Linked DNA regions of Mus musculus: regions 1, 3, 4 and 5 are each linked to region 2. Evidence: chromatin contacts called from public Hi-C and HiChIP or PLAC-seq data. All regions are on one chromosome and are shown on one strand. The core of a region is the stretch at or near the end of the contact, and the rest is flanking DNA. Distances in the headings are between cores, read along the strand shown. Region 1 overlaps Slc7a11 (solute carrier family 7 (cationic amino acid transporter, y+ system), member 11). Region 2 has its middle 18 kb from the start of Gm37548. Region 3 has its middle 54 kb from the start of Gm6209. Region 4 has its middle 23 kb from the start of Gm6209. Region 5 overlaps Gm6209 (a long non-coding RNA gene).

Evidence for each region. A called contact is a pair of places that touch in the nucleus more often than the background predicts. HiChIP or PLAC-seq counts read pairs in DNA pulled down with a chosen protein or histone mark.
Region 1: a contact with region 2 is called in an H3K27ac HiChIP or PLAC-seq map of bone marrow-derived dendritic cells, with 3 times the contacts expected there. The contact joins two enhancer-like sites. A contact is called at or near these places in 12 of 484 Hi-C or Micro-C datasets (the AtT-20 cell line, the G1E-ER4 cell line, Th1 cells and 9 more), 9 of 115 datasets of contacts at active chromatin or transcription factors (SST interneurons, bone marrow-derived dendritic cells, bone marrow-derived macrophages and 5 more) and 1 of 9 other capture datasets (embryonic stem cells).
Region 3: a contact with region 2 is called in an H3K27ac HiChIP or PLAC-seq map of SST interneurons, with 4 times the contacts expected there. The contact joins two enhancer-like sites. A contact is called at or near these places in 9 of 484 Hi-C or Micro-C datasets (adipose-derived mesenchymal stem cells, bone marrow-derived macrophages, embryonic stem cells and 2 more), 3 of 115 datasets of contacts at active chromatin or transcription factors (SST interneurons, bone marrow-derived macrophages and embryonic stem cells) and 1 of 9 other capture datasets (embryonic stem cells).
Region 4: a Hi-C map of uterus shows a contact between it and region 2, with 8 times the contacts expected there. The contact joins two enhancer-like sites. A contact is called at or near these places in 10 of 484 Hi-C or Micro-C datasets (bone marrow-derived dendritic cells, cerebellar granule neurons, cerebellum and 3 more), 5 of 115 datasets of contacts at active chromatin or transcription factors (bone marrow-derived dendritic cells, bone marrow-derived macrophages, embryonic stem cells and 2 more) and 1 of 9 other capture datasets (embryonic stem cells).
Region 5: a contact with region 2 is called in an H3K27ac HiChIP or PLAC-seq map of bone marrow-derived dendritic cells, with 5 times the contacts expected there. The contact joins two enhancer-like sites. A contact is called at or near these places in 2 of 484 Hi-C or Micro-C datasets (liver and nephron progenitors) and 4 of 115 datasets of contacts at active chromatin or transcription factors (astrocytes, bone marrow-derived dendritic cells, bone marrow-derived macrophages and 1 more).

Annotation. Positions count from the first base shown.
Region 1 is chr3:50,404,698-50,407,397 of GRCm38.p6, reverse strand. The region is part of intron 6 of Slc7a11 (solute carrier family 7 (cationic amino acid transporter, y+ system), member 11); the gene reads left to right. Among named protein-coding and RNA genes, the nearest start is that of Slc7a11, 38 kb to the left of the region's middle. Within about 2 kb of position 1,302, at least 57 of the 459 cell types and tissues checked have an H3K27ac peak or open chromatin away from gene starts, as enhancers often do. A contact at or near this core is called in bone marrow-derived dendritic cells, where this site is marked.
Region 2 is chr3:50,905,161-50,907,860 of GRCm38.p6, reverse strand. No RefSeq gene overlaps it. Among named protein-coding and RNA genes, the nearest start is that of Gm37548, 18 kb to the right of the region's middle. Within about 2 kb of position 1,375, at least 109 of the 459 cell types and tissues checked have an H3K27ac peak or open chromatin away from gene starts, as enhancers often do. A contact at or near this core is called in SST interneurons, bone marrow-derived dendritic cells and uterus, where this site is marked.
Region 3 is chr3:50,638,999-50,641,709 of GRCm38.p6, reverse strand. No RefSeq gene overlaps it. Among named protein-coding and RNA genes, the nearest start is that of Gm6209, 54 kb to the right of the region's middle. Within about 2 kb of position 1,454, at least 13 of the 459 cell types and tissues checked have an H3K27ac peak or open chromatin away from gene starts, as enhancers often do. A contact at or near this core is called in SST interneurons, where this site is marked.
Region 4 is chr3:50,608,097-50,610,868 of GRCm38.p6, reverse strand. No RefSeq gene overlaps it. Among named protein-coding and RNA genes, the nearest start is that of Gm6209, 23 kb to the right of the region's middle. Within about 2 kb of position 1,303, at least 22 of the 459 cell types and tissues checked have an H3K27ac peak or open chromatin away from gene starts, as enhancers often do. A contact at or near this core is called in bone marrow-derived dendritic cells and uterus, where this site is marked.
Region 5 is chr3:50,536,616-50,539,315 of GRCm38.p6, reverse strand. It overlaps Gm6209 (a long non-coding RNA gene), which reads left to right. Exons shown (of 6, transcript XR_003954471.1): 6 at 1,019-2,700. Among named protein-coding and RNA genes, the nearest start is that of Gm6209, 49 kb to the left of the region's middle. Within about 2 kb of position 1,390, at least 5 of the 459 cell types and tissues checked have an H3K27ac peak or open chromatin away from gene starts, as enhancers often do. A contact at or near this core is called in bone marrow-derived dendritic cells, where this site is marked.

The DNA of each region.
Region 1 (2,700 bases), core at 53-2,552, 500 kb after region 2:
ACACATATATACACATATATTCTCTCTTTCTCACACACATATACATATATGTATATATATATGCACAGCTTTAAAAATATTTCTTTAGTAAATATACAAACAGCATTTTAATCTGGCTCATAGATGGGCTACAGGGGTTAGTAACTCAGGTGATTTGTTTCATTGTATGATATGTTTCTCATGCAGAGGAGAAAGCTGAGGCTCAAAGAAGTAGAATGCCTTCATTCTTATGGCTATGCAGTTGTCCAGAGAGATTAGGACAACAGTCTATGATTTTCTAGCTCCAGAGCTCAGAGTCTTTCTAACAAACCAGTTAATCTTGTGGGAGGAAAGGCAGAAGTGAGCCCTTGATCACAAAAGACATCAGTGTGAACTAAGGAAGTAACTATAGAACTTTACTATAGAAGAAGAGGAAGTAGAAAGCAGAACAGAGAGATGGAGGTGTCTGACGCAGGGCCTGGGCATCCAGAAACTGTAGAAGAATGATTGCTTTCAGGGACTGATGCGTAATGCATCCTGTGTAGGACATTGCAGATGTTGGCCTGTGGGAAGCCTAAGCTTCCACTGGAAGGCTTTGGGACCTGATCTAGCAGTCATTGAGACTGGCAGGCAGGTGCCAAGGAAAGTCTTTGGAGAATGGAAATCAGTGCTTGGAAATATTAACTTGATTTCAAGTCCAGTGGGTTTTCTTCTTGTGACAACCAGTTTAAATGGAGTTATAGTGGTGGGGACTTCTTTAACCTTCTTTTGCGTGTTTGGTCATAATAAAACAGCATCTTTGAGAAGTTAACTGACACTTCTTCCACTGCTAGGGAGACACAGTGACATGGCATGCAGCAGAAGAAACATAGTCACCTATCCCTGGCCTAAGATAGAGATCCACCTACTTAGAGAATAAGATGAATCAACACTTTGTCCCTGCACTCCCTTCGTAAATACAGGGCTGCAGGTGTTTCTTTATTAGTGAAAAATGATCCATTTATTGATTCTCTCTGCTACTGGAAAAGCAAATGAGACGAGAGGAGATGGTTTGTTTATAAAGAATATTTATAACTCAAAATTATCCAAGCCAGAGAATTTGGTTAGTCATGTAAATTTCCAAAATAAATGTAAAGGACTCTTGTCCAGTATCTTGTTTGATATCAACCTTGAGATTTTAGCATTGGAACTGTAGGACATGCTAGCAACTAACCTTGCTTTGAGTTTTAGGAAATTCAAGTTCTGCTTTTGGATGGGGAAATGTGAAGAAGTCAATGGTCATGCAGATGACTCGTGTTCTTGGAGACAGAAAGGAAAGTCGTCACAATCTGGTGAAATAGATGAATCTTAAGGCTGGAAAGATGGCTTAGTGGTTAGGACCGCTTGCTGCTGTTTCAAGATTCAGGTTCAGTTCCCAGTATCCATGTTGGATGGATTACAAGCACACATACCACCACCTCCAAGGGATCCTATGCCTTCTAGCTTTCACAGAGACCTGAATACAGATGAACATACCCACATTAGATGGACATAACCACAAACAGATAAACAGACACAGACACACACACACAGAGGAGTGGGTAGGTGCTAGAGGAGGAAGAGGAGGAGGCAGCCCTTAGACTTTTAGCATCAAATACAAATCATAGGTTAGAGTGTGGGTATGTCAAGCAAAATACTTTAAAGACCGTCTATCACCCATTGGATATTCCGGGGAAAGTTGGACGTAGGTAAAGAGAGAGCTAACAGTATGACCACAGGACAGGAGACAGCTTGGTAGACCATTGATCCTGCTAGACAAAGTGAGCTTCAAAGTGGTGCTGTGCTCATAGAGCCACATGGGTCAGAGAAGATTCTAGGTTTTTCTGCCTTTTGTTTTTCTGGGCTAGGATCTTAGCATGTAGCTCAGGATGACCTTGAACTTGCAGTGCTGCTGCTGCCCAGCTCTGTGACTATAGACATGTGACCACCACATCAGCCAAGATTCCATTTCTGCATCTGGATTATTTTGCTTTAAATTTAGCTATCTTTGTTCTTTGTCCTTTCTCAGCATCTTGCTTGTTAGTGAAGGATGCTATGGTGGCAGACTCTGCCTGTCCTTTCAGCTCTAGTATACCCGATGTAGTTGGCAGAAGATGCAAACTCTGGGAAGGGGAGTGGACTATGAGGAGACCTGAGATAAAAGAAACCCTACTACAGTGGCCAGAGTTAATTTCAGAAGACAGTTACAGTATAGGTGGTCAAATGGGGGAAATGAGCTAATTTCTTAGACCATAAAACCAAGGGCCACATCCAGGAATCTAACTCAGTAAGATTACCTTAAGGACAGGGCTCATGATTTGTGTGTGTGCCAGGAAACAAGAATAACACTTGTGAGGAAATCGATCATGCTGTGTTATGAGGAATCCCTGATTCTATTTATTTTCTTTATTAAATGTGCTCACAGGAGACAGACAGTTCCTGGTAAATCTCAGTGGTCTGGAAGATTTTAAGTCAGTATTCTGTGTGTTTTGTTCTCTTAAAAGCATGAATATGAGCAGGAAAGGATCATTCACCAAGTCTCCTGCACTACTGAAGATGTTTTCAATAGCCCATTAGGACCATATTGTCTATTTGCACCGATTAGCCTAATAAACAGAACAGGGCCCTTTGTCATGATTTTCACAAATTTACAGGTATTCACCTGCTGTTTGTGTGTTCTATCCTCACCTAATAAACTTCTTG
Region 2 (2,700 bases), core at 126-2,625:
ACCTGTCCCCCGAATAAAACAAAAAGCCATTCTTCTAGAGTCACGCATGCTTCTAGACCTTTCCCTGCAGCTGTTGTTTAGTTTTTCTTGATGACCAGGCAGGTTTTGATTTCCAGGGTAGTCTGTTATTAAGTCGGGGAGGGTAGGTTTCTACTGGGATCCCCAGCCTGGAGAAGCAGGGGATCCCCCCAGCCTCTGAAAGGGTGTGAAACTTTTCAACTCTCCTCTCCTCTCCTCCCCTCCCCTCCCCTCCCCTCTCTCCCTCTCTCCTCCCCCCTCTCTCCCTCTCTCCTCCCCCTTCTCTTTTCTGGTCCCCTTGTCTCCTTTCATCTCCCCTGCCCTTCCCCTTCCTCTTTCCCTCCCTCTGCCTTTCTTACTTCTCAGTCCTCTATCTTGGTTACCTTTGGTAGGTCTCTTACTCTCAAGGAAAAAAAATGCTCTGCAGGTATCTGTAGGCTCTCCTACCCTCAGATCCAGCGAATGTTACCACAGAATGAGCTGGTTTATATTTTGTACTTAGGGACTTTCAAAAGTATTATCATTGAGGTTGCTGATCCCATTGATAACTCTCATCAGCCATGGCCAAGTGGTGATCATGACTTTTGTTGATGGTTATCGGTGTTTACTGGTTGGACTCTTGGGTTGTCAGGCAACATCTTTTTAATTTGATAGAAATCAAAGGAAAGTAATCTCTCTCTCTCTCTCTCTCTCTCTCTCTCTCTCTCTCTCTCTCTCTCTCTCTCTCTCTCTCTCTCTCTCTCTCTCTTCCCCTCTCCCTCTCCCTCTCCCCTCCTCCTCTCCCTCCCTCCCCACCCCACTCTGGTTATTCTGCAGCTTTGTGATATTTGAAAAATCTCAGAATAACAGTATCTTCTTAATGGAGGTTAAGACTCTTATTAAATATTACTCAGTGGTTTTCAAAGTTCTGGGTGCTATAAACCATTGGGGGACCTTGGTCAAAGTGCAGACTTCTAAGACCTAGAGGCAGATTTTAGCATTCAGTAGCTCTGGATGACCCTCGTCTTTGCATTTCCACATATTCTCAGGTTGTTAATACAGGGACGGGTCGGTGGCTGGACCCAGATCGTGGCGAAGCGAGCTGCCCTGTTAGCTCTCCACCTGCCCCACACAGTGTTTCCATGCAGGCTGCCGTTCTTTAAGCTGGGAGTGTTGTTTTCTTTCGCTCAACCCGGGAAGGAGCCTTTCCCCAGCTCAGTGTTTCACCTGCATTGCTATTTTCAGAGCTTTTGGTTTCAGTATGAGAATCGAAGGTTGAACTGAAATCAAATACATTTGTCTGGGAGTGGGATGGTCTGTCAGGCATTGATCTCCTTGAGCTGGCGCTCTCTGGGAACGCCTCCCCAGTGAGAATCCCAGTCAGGATTCTAAAGGTTACATGGAATAGGCCTGATTTCTGAGCTTCTCTGGGGAGATCACTTAATTCATAAAGCACAAAGTGGAGAAAGCCGCCACATACCCACAACTCCCCCTCGTTAAGTAACCAGAGCACGGTTCCTGTTATAGAAGAAAATAACGTGTTGATTAGCGTGTAAGCCAGAAAATACCCCCGAGCGGTGAATCTTTAAAGATGAAATAGTTGCACTTTGGAAGACGGGGAAAAATGGCAAAATGAAATCCGGGTAGAGTCGGCTTTGCGAAGGCTGGGTTTCTGCGTGCGCGCTCACGGCATTCAGCCACGAGGGGGCAGCATTGCACTTTGGTTGAAAAAACGGTCTGGCAGGAAGGGAGCCCTTTAAAGGAACATAACATCTACGTGAGCAAAGCTAAAAACCAGAACATTAGCAAGCACCAGAAAACCAACAACGCAGAGCCCAACTGTCTTTGTTATAATGTGCCGTCTTCGCTTCTCCCGTGGACGGGATTTAATATTGTAGTATTAAGACTTTCTGGGCCATATCACGTCAGTTCATAAATACATGCTTAGGGGTGGTGGTGGGTATGCAGTGAGATTATTATGATTATATGTATATATATTATACCTTCCACTTTTGTTTGCCTTGCCTTTCTCAGCTTACCGTTCTTGCGTTGTTGTCAAATACCAGGTCTCCCACATTGCTTCCTCCAAGGCAGAGCCCAGACCTTCTGTGGGCTGCCCCTCGGTGTGGCCCGTGATTTTGTGGAGTTCCATGGAGTTTGGCTAGAAAGTTACTTACTCCTTTCCTTTTTGTACAAAACTAGGTTCTTAATTTCCATGGTTCTGGCCCTTCTCTAGGGATTGTAGCCATGGAGACACTTTCAGAGGAGTCAAACCATCGCTCTGTGGGGAGTAGTTGCATCTTTGAAATGGACCCCTAAGTCACACTGAGACCAAATCCAGCCTTTGAGCTGAGAAACTCAAGCTCCACCAGCTCAGGGGCGGCTTCCCTATGCTCCCGGACAGTGAGTGAGTGCCTGGTGTTGAAGGTGCATAGTAAATATTTGTCCAGTGAACGAGCCCCATTTCAACCCTCACGCCGTGACCGATCACCATGCCCTTCACCCACTTGGGATTTGCTTTTGGCTAATGACTAACGTGAGACCACACGAGGCTGGAGGTGTTCACTTGCCTTTCTTTCTAGTCTCCAACACTGTTTTCTTTCTGAGTTTGCAGGGTCATGGTGACATGAGGCAGAGTTTCTTGCGGGGGTGGGGGTGGGGGGAGTCATTTTTGTTTCTCTGATGTTTGCATACAATTACAGT
Region 3 (2,711 bases), core at 205-2,704, 270 kb after region 2:
CTTTGAATTGGTATGTATTAATATTAACTCACCATATCATGTTTTAAAACAATATATTTGTTACTTTATTGTATTGTGTTACAAGAAATTAAATCCAGGGCCGTAGACATGCTAAACAAACTGTGCAACGACACTTGGCCTAAAATATCTTTAAATACATGTGTACTTGTGTACTTTTCTTGACTTTATATGTCTCATTTATTCAATATTAAATGCATATTTACTTATCTTCCCCTGTGCATACATCCTGCATCTAGCAGAGAGAAATTTGAGAGCAGTGCAAAAGGTTTGTCCACTCTCCACACACTTTGGTTCATTGTGGAAGAAGACACAAACCTTAAGTATGGTTTGAAACAACAGCCTCAACTTCATATATGTAAAACTATGGAATTAAATCAACAGTTTCCAGATTTTCTTTTTACTTCTATAATGTCTTTTTTGAAATACTTTTAATGGTAAATGTGTGATGATTCAGATCTTAATTATGTGAGCATATAACATACAGAATGAAACCATCTTTTTGTTGTTATTGTTGTTGTTTTTCAGGATAGAATATCACAATGTAATTCTGGATGCCATACAACTCACTATGTAGACCAGGCTGGCTCTCATTAAAAGATTAAAGGCCTGTGACACTTTGCCTGGCATATCAGAGAAATTCTTATTCACAAGACAGTTATTAAAATTCTTTTATTGATGTAGAGTACCTTTTACATTGGTTTTTATTTATGTGTATGCCCTGGGTGAGTTTATATGCACTACCTGTATGCAGGTGCTTGCAGAGACCACAAGAGGGTGTCAGGTCCCCCAGAACTGGTCTTACAGGTGGTTGTGAGCCACCTGAACCTGATTTAAGTGCTTGGAACCAAATCCCCATCTCTGGAATATCACATAGCAGTCTAAAAGACTGGGCCACCTGCCAGCCCTGATGCAGACAATTTTGAGACAAGGACAAACTGATTCATGCGGCGAGAAGGGTTCATGGCCTCAGTTTTTCACTCACACAGCAAATTATGGTGACTCCGATAAGCAGAAGAGTCAGAGACATACCATGAAAAGAATGACCTAGTAGGAATCTCTGCTCAGGAAAAGACAGATAAATTCTAGACAAATAGAATCGGAGAAAAATATACAGAATTATAGGCCTGATTTGGGAAATAGGTTAAAAATTCGGAGTAAAGTAGGGGAAGGACCGGTAAGAACATCAGGCTGCCAGTGGACATGGAGATGCTTTCCCAGTGACTTGCAGAACAGCATCACCTGGCTCTGTCTATATCATCCTCCCGTGGGACATTAAAATTAGAATAGTTTTTGTTATCAATTTGTCTGTCATTTGAAAGTTACCAATGGCTTGGGCCAAATGAGGCTTCACTTGTGGCTGGGCTGGCTGCAGTTTTCCCCGTCAAAGCAGCATAAGACGTTCTAGGAAGCAAGAGATCCAATTGAGAATGACTAGCTGGGAGTTTTGAAGTTATGCTAATTAGGCAGTGATTAGGCTGCTCCAGCAAAGGCTGGGGTTTTATAGTGAAGCGTTTGAGAAATGAAACCGGCACGCTGATTGCCGATTTTAATGAACTGAGATGATTAGGTTAAGAAGCTGGTTTGTAATGTACTCCGGATCTTCAAGTCCCTTCTCCTTCTCATTGTTTAATCCTATGTGGCATGAACTGCGAAAGGAACAGCGTCAAGCCTGTAGAACTGCAATTAGAGAAATTCGTCATGGAAAGCATGATGTTTGCAGTGGTGGTGTGACACAGTGAATACAGGCGAGAAACTCCAAGGAAGGGTCAGACTGGGTGCGCAGTCAGAGGGGATGGAAAGCGTCAATGAAGGTTTTGAACATGAAGAGAGTCGAACAGAAAATTAAAAGCAGGTTATCATGAAATCCTTTAAACACTGAAATATTATTACTTCTTAAAAAGCATTCTCATGCATATGCGCTCTCTGTCTCTACCTCTGTCTCTGTCTCTGTCTCTGTCTCTGTCTCTGTCTCTGCCTCTGCCTCTGTCTCTGTCTCTCTCTCTGTCTCTGCCTCTGTCTCTCTCTCTGTCTCTCTCTGTCTCTGCCTCTGTCTCTGTCTCTCTCTCTGTCTCTGTCTCTCTCTCTGTCTCTGTCTCTGTCTCTGCCTCTGCCTCTGTCTCTGTCTCTGCCTCTGTCTCTGTCTCTGCCTCTGCCTCTGCCTCTGTCTCTGTCTCTGCCTCTGCCTCTGTCTCTGTCTCTGTCTCTGTCTCTGTCTCTCTCTGTCTCTGTCTCTGCCTCTGTCTCTCTCTCTGTGTATGTGTGTGTAGGCTTGTACTATATAAACATGTGTGTGGAGGTTAGATGGCAGTGTGGGTCTGCCTTTGCCTTCTGTCTGTTTTAGGACAGAATCTTTTGTTCTCTGTTGCATACAGCAGCCTAGCTACCCTGTGAGTTCCTGCATCCCATCTCACAGTAGGAGTCTTGGGATTACAGATGTGTATTCTACCACATCATAATGTCTGTGGGTTTTGGGTATTCAAACTCAGATCTTCATGATTGTAGAGCAAACACTTTACCTTCTGAGCTAACACCAAAGTCTTTTTACTTCCCAATTAAACATATTTATTGAGACGTTCCTTTTTTTTTATCATGCTCTGAAAACTTTATTCAGGAGTGGCAATATAAGCATAAGCAAGAGGAGGCTCCAAGGGAGGGGGAAAGAGCCCCGGGGCTCTCTGAAGGTCAGGTGG
Region 4 (2,772 bases), core at 54-2,553, 300 kb after region 2:
AAGTTATATGACAAGAGGGCCACAGCGTTCTAGTCTGTGGTTGCACAGTAGAGTTGCTGTAGATAATGGTAATGTACTATGCCTTTCAAGAGGTTAGAAGGGGCTTGAATGCTTTCACAGTAAATAGTGTGCAATGAGTACCCTGATTTAAATGGCGTAATACAGATAGTCACTGCAGTATCGCCTCCAGATCTCTGCTCAAAATTTCTAGAAGTTTTCCTTCCTTCCTTCCTTCCTTCCTTCCTTCCTTCCTTCCTTCCTTCCTTCCTTCCTTCCTTCCTTCCTTCCTTCCTTCCTTCCTTAGGCTGGCAAATCCATACATATTACGGGTCCTCCTAATTTTTTTAAAAAATTATTCTCTGCAAAAAGTCTTCTTCAGCTCCTTAGATAATGAGAAAACTGCTGATGCCTAGCTAGAACCTATGCCATTGCCTCTGGGAATCCAGTGGGGTTCAAAGATGAAGTGACCTGGGCAACAGCTTTCTGCATTACATTATCACCTGTCACTACCTCTTACATTCTTGGTAAGAACAAGGTGGCCCTCACCACTCAGGGCAGGACCTTGAGTACCAGCCAGGTGCTCAGCAGCTTGCTTGACCTCATTAAAATTGAGCGATCAAGTTAATGTTTGGGTTTGAGGCCAACTCTCTTAAAGCTGTTTAAAGTTTCGAAGAATGTTATCAGACAGGAGATTTGGCTTCTGATCTTTTCTTTGTCTTTTCTAGAACAACTTGAATGGAAACAGACTAAGTGGGAATTAGATCTATAGACTGGACTAAAGGCAAAATTTATGTGCTAGAGAAAATTACATTCGGTACTTGGCTAGTTACCTTATCTTTATTTTTAGTTCTGCAAATCTAGAAAATAGAAAAATTAATCATTATGGTTAAATGAAAACTTGGAAGCTACAAAATTGACGTGAGCACTGGCCAGGAGAGCAAATCATGATGGCGCGTGTTTGTTTTCAAGAAGTAGAGATGGGCTCCTGACAACTTCTACTCAGCACTGTGCTGGCTCACAGCCTGACCTGTGTTTTCATGTCTGCCCTGCTGAAGGTCAAAAACTGAATTTAGATGACAGAGAAAGTATAGTACAAGGGAACCGGTGCAGTTCCTAGCGGCTTTGTCAAGATCATGTGGGACTGGTAACTGATCAGATTTCTGAAGGCTGCGGATTTTCCTGAACATAAATCAAATCTCCGCCTATGAAGCATAACGCCTTTCCCTTTCAGTTTAATTATTTACTGCCGAAGGACATGCTTCTGCTCTTGTATAGGCTCCAGTGAACTTCCCCGCACAGTGGTCCTGTCAGGCTGGTGCAAATGCCTTCACTAATTGGTGTCCTGCCCTGTTGTCCTCATGCTGAGTTCAGCATGAAGCCAGTCGCTCTCAAAGAACAGGCTCAGTGTGATGAAAGTAGCCCTGCAGACCACAGATGTGTGGTGCCTGAGAGTGTTTGTTCAGTCAACATGGACACTTTTCAAACACAAATAATACAGGTGGCCAGAGCTGATTGTTACTGTTAACTCTCATGGTCAGAAGACTCCCTGAACTTGTGGGCATTCAGATACCCATTAGAGATTGATGACTCTGGTGTTAATCGCCCTAAAAAGTATTCTTGGCCACCGAGAACCCAGAAGACTAAGGATGAATCCTCACTATTGTATGCCTATAATTTTATTGAGGTTACAAAGGAGACTTCTGGGCAATAGCATTGGCCATTTTGTCATGTAGCTGTATTTGAATTCCCTTGTGTACAAATTTATCTTTAGTGTCTATAAGTTGGTTAATGTTCTCCTTCAATCTGAAAGTATGAACGTATATGACATAAGAGGGATGCAGAATAGAAGTGAGGACTATAGAGCAGATCATGACTTAAGCTTTGAAAATTATTCTTTACAGAAATTGAAAATAGGAACGAATGAATGAGGCAGGCATCTTTCACCTCAACCTGACAAAATCATCATGCTATCGTTATACACTCAGAATCTAACCATTCTGAATATGTTACAATTTCCACACGCCCTTACCTTCATTGCACGAGCAGAACTTGGCAACTTCTCAGTGAAGTAAATACAGCAGCTATCATAATGCAGAATTTCAGATGCTCAAGTTGGAGATTGCCCACTTCTTTGATCGCAAGCATAGTTCTCCACAATTCACAATGAAAGCCCAACTTCCGTGCTTTGGTGACGATAGTCAATCTTTTAAATATTTTCACATATGAAATATATAGACTCTTACCCAGGCACAGTGACATATCCCTGTAATCCGGCTCTTGGGAATCAGAGCTGAAGGACTGTCTTAAGGTCGAGGCTTGGTTAGTATAGCAAGTCAGGCCTATGCAATAAACCCCTGTCTCAAAAAACCAAACCAAACCAAACCAAAGCCTATAACCCTGTACTGCGTAGCATGTACACTGGCTTAGTTGGCCAAAGATTGGTTGATTTTCAATGTTCTGGTCCTACTTCTCTGAAATGAAATTATAAAATTGTGTTTTCCTATGTTTCAAAGATATATAGGTAGGTATTTTCAGTATTTGTAGAGATGGGGGTGGAGTAATCTGGCCTGCTCATAGCTGTGCCGGCAGGCAGCTGATGGTATCAGGTGAGTAAAGGGGAAAGGAGTAAAGCTGCTGGTGAAACCCAGCTTCTTAAAGCTGAAAGAAGCAGACTCAGACATAAAAGGAATGCATACTGAGATTAGCCTTGCAGACCCTTACAAAGAGTGGCTCTGCTACTTTGCCTCCTCCTCTCCTTCTTCCTTCCTCTCC
Region 5 (2,700 bases), core at 141-2,640, 370 kb after region 2:
ATCACAACCACTATAAGTGCCAGTAATTATAACCCACAGCAAAAGAGATTAGCCTGTTACAGAGAAACACAAACTTTCATGTTCAAGGCAGTATTGTTCATAGTAGCCAAGCAATGGAAATAATCTTATGAGTCCATCAAATGATACATGGATTTGCACATACTTCAATAGAATTATATCTAACCAAATGGCAGATGGAATCTTGTCACATGTAACAATATGAATGGAAATATGAAGGGGTGGTTGTTATAAGTGAAGGAAGACAGATAAAGAGAGACACTACTACCTGTCATGAAAAGCCATGTATAGATTGCAAGTAGATTTGTAGTTATCTGAGCTTGAGGCATATGGAGCCGAGAGAAGACAGTATGAAGAAAAGTTGACTGTTGAGTCGGTAAGGCACAATAGATGGACTGTTTAGTCCCTCTGCAATAATATTGTACAGGGGAATATCAAGCAAGAATCACCATGTATTTCAAACAGAAAGGTTGTTATCATAAAAGCACGATAGACATTTGTAGAGATAAAGATATTCAACTCTATTTGAATATCATATAATGTATACATATCTTGAAACATAAGGTGGTACCCATCAAAGTATGTATTTTCAGTGCCTTTAGATAACAATTAAAAATATATGTGTTTAAGGAATAAACCTTGAACACGTGTTGGTCATGATCTTGATGTCTTAAAACATGATGGCAGAGGGGTTCTAGTGGAGTTGTCTCTTCTTGGTAGTAGAGGGCATGTCTCTGGTGAATGAAATGTGCCTGCTCCTTTAAAAACAATGAAATATATTGCTTCTCAGCCTTTTGGCTAAGATCAAGTGTAAAAACAATTGAACAGCACTGTTCTTGTGAATGAACAGGAAACAGAAGACAGCCCTGGATGTCAGATGCCCTCAGTGATAGAAAGAAAAGAGCTGCCTGAGTGTGTAACTGGTTGGTAGTGAAATACAAGTATACACAATGGTACTTGATTTATTCTTGCATCTGTGTTTTGTTTATTTTTGTTTCAGAAGACACAAACAAACGACTTACTCATTTTCTGTGTTCAAAGATTTGAGAAGAATACTGGAAGCATCCTAAGAACCGCCTTATTCAGATTTCTGTTACTCCCCTTAAGATGACACTTGTACTGGGAGTATAAGAGCATGCGGAGACTGTTTTGTCACTGACCTTGTCACACCTCACAGCACTTGATCATAACAGCCCTCTGGAACCAGCATGGGTGGTAGCTGAATTCCTTTAAAACTCCATACATTAAAATGTAAACCAGTCATCTGTCAATATCAATGTCAAAGATTCAAATTTGAATTAGACACATCCCATAGAAAGAACTAAAGGTTAGTGGTTCATTTGGTAGTTTCCAGTGACCAAATGTATGACATTGGAAAAGTCCCTTACATTCCAGAGTCTTGTTTCCCTTAATTGTAGCATAAGAATCTGAGCAGTCCTAAATTCCATAACTATTAAATTGAGTCCTGTGCATGCAGTTCAGTATTGCCCATGATAACCTAAGTTTTCTTCCTGAAAGGTGTGACTATGTAGAGAGAAACAGACAAATGTTCAAGTAATATTGGTGCAGAACAAGCTAGAAGAAACCAGAAGTTAAGGACAGGAAAAGAGTACGTCAGCTGTGGAGGTCTGTTTAGCATGCACAAGGCCCTGGATTCAATCTTTAGCATTGCAAAACAACACACAAACAAAACCATTTAGTTGAACAAGCAAATGAATACAGGAAATGCAGTGCAAAGGAAGATTTAACTAAACTGTCCCCAGTTCTCAAATTTCAGTTTCACACTGACCTTAATTCAGTCTCAGAGAGCTGGGGACAGGAGCCCTTGGTGATAGGGAAAGGTGAACAAGAAGAAGAAGAAGAAGAAGAAGAAGAAGAAGAAGAAGAAGAAGAAGAAGAAGAAGAAGAAGAAGAAGAAGAAGAAGAAGAAGAAGAGAACCAGATTTAGAAAAGGGAGATTGAGACAGACAGGAGTGAAAGCTATATTTACTTCCAAACGTCCTGATAGTTTCATTAAGTTTTATGCCACTGAGCTCTAAATTGCTTGATGTTTTTGTTCCCTAAATACTACATATGTTCTGAAAGTCCATTAAAAGTGACAGAGTTTGGAACAATGGAGTTAAAGCTAAAATTGAGGATTGATAACTTTCACCTACAAAATGAAAGCTAGACAGAACCTGATGATACAGGATTCTGTAGAGAACAGAGGCTCACAGAGGCAGTGGTCGGTAGCGGGGGTGGATGAACTGCAGGGGTAACAGACTGTCTCTGGAGAAAACGAATTTTTTAACTTATTTTTTATTTATTTATTTTTTTTAGCATGACCCCAGTCAAGTCTGAGACTGAAGGCAAATTTGGTATTTCCCATCTACTTTTTATACCATTTTAATTACATGCAAGTATTTTGGGTGAGCAGTACAATAAGGAACTAACAAAGCCTTAAGTGAATTCCTGTGATTACTCCCATGACAGTTGTTTAAAAGGGCTTGTCATAATGACTAAAATACATGAGCCCACTTCCTTGTCCAAGCCCAAACTCTTGCCTGAAGCCTAGTTCTTCTGTTCCACCCAAAGACTAAAATTCCTGCCTTACCCTACTTCCCTATTATAGCCTAAAGTTAGATTCTTGCTGAAATTTACTTCCTTATTATGCCCTAATATAAGATTCATGAATTTTAACCA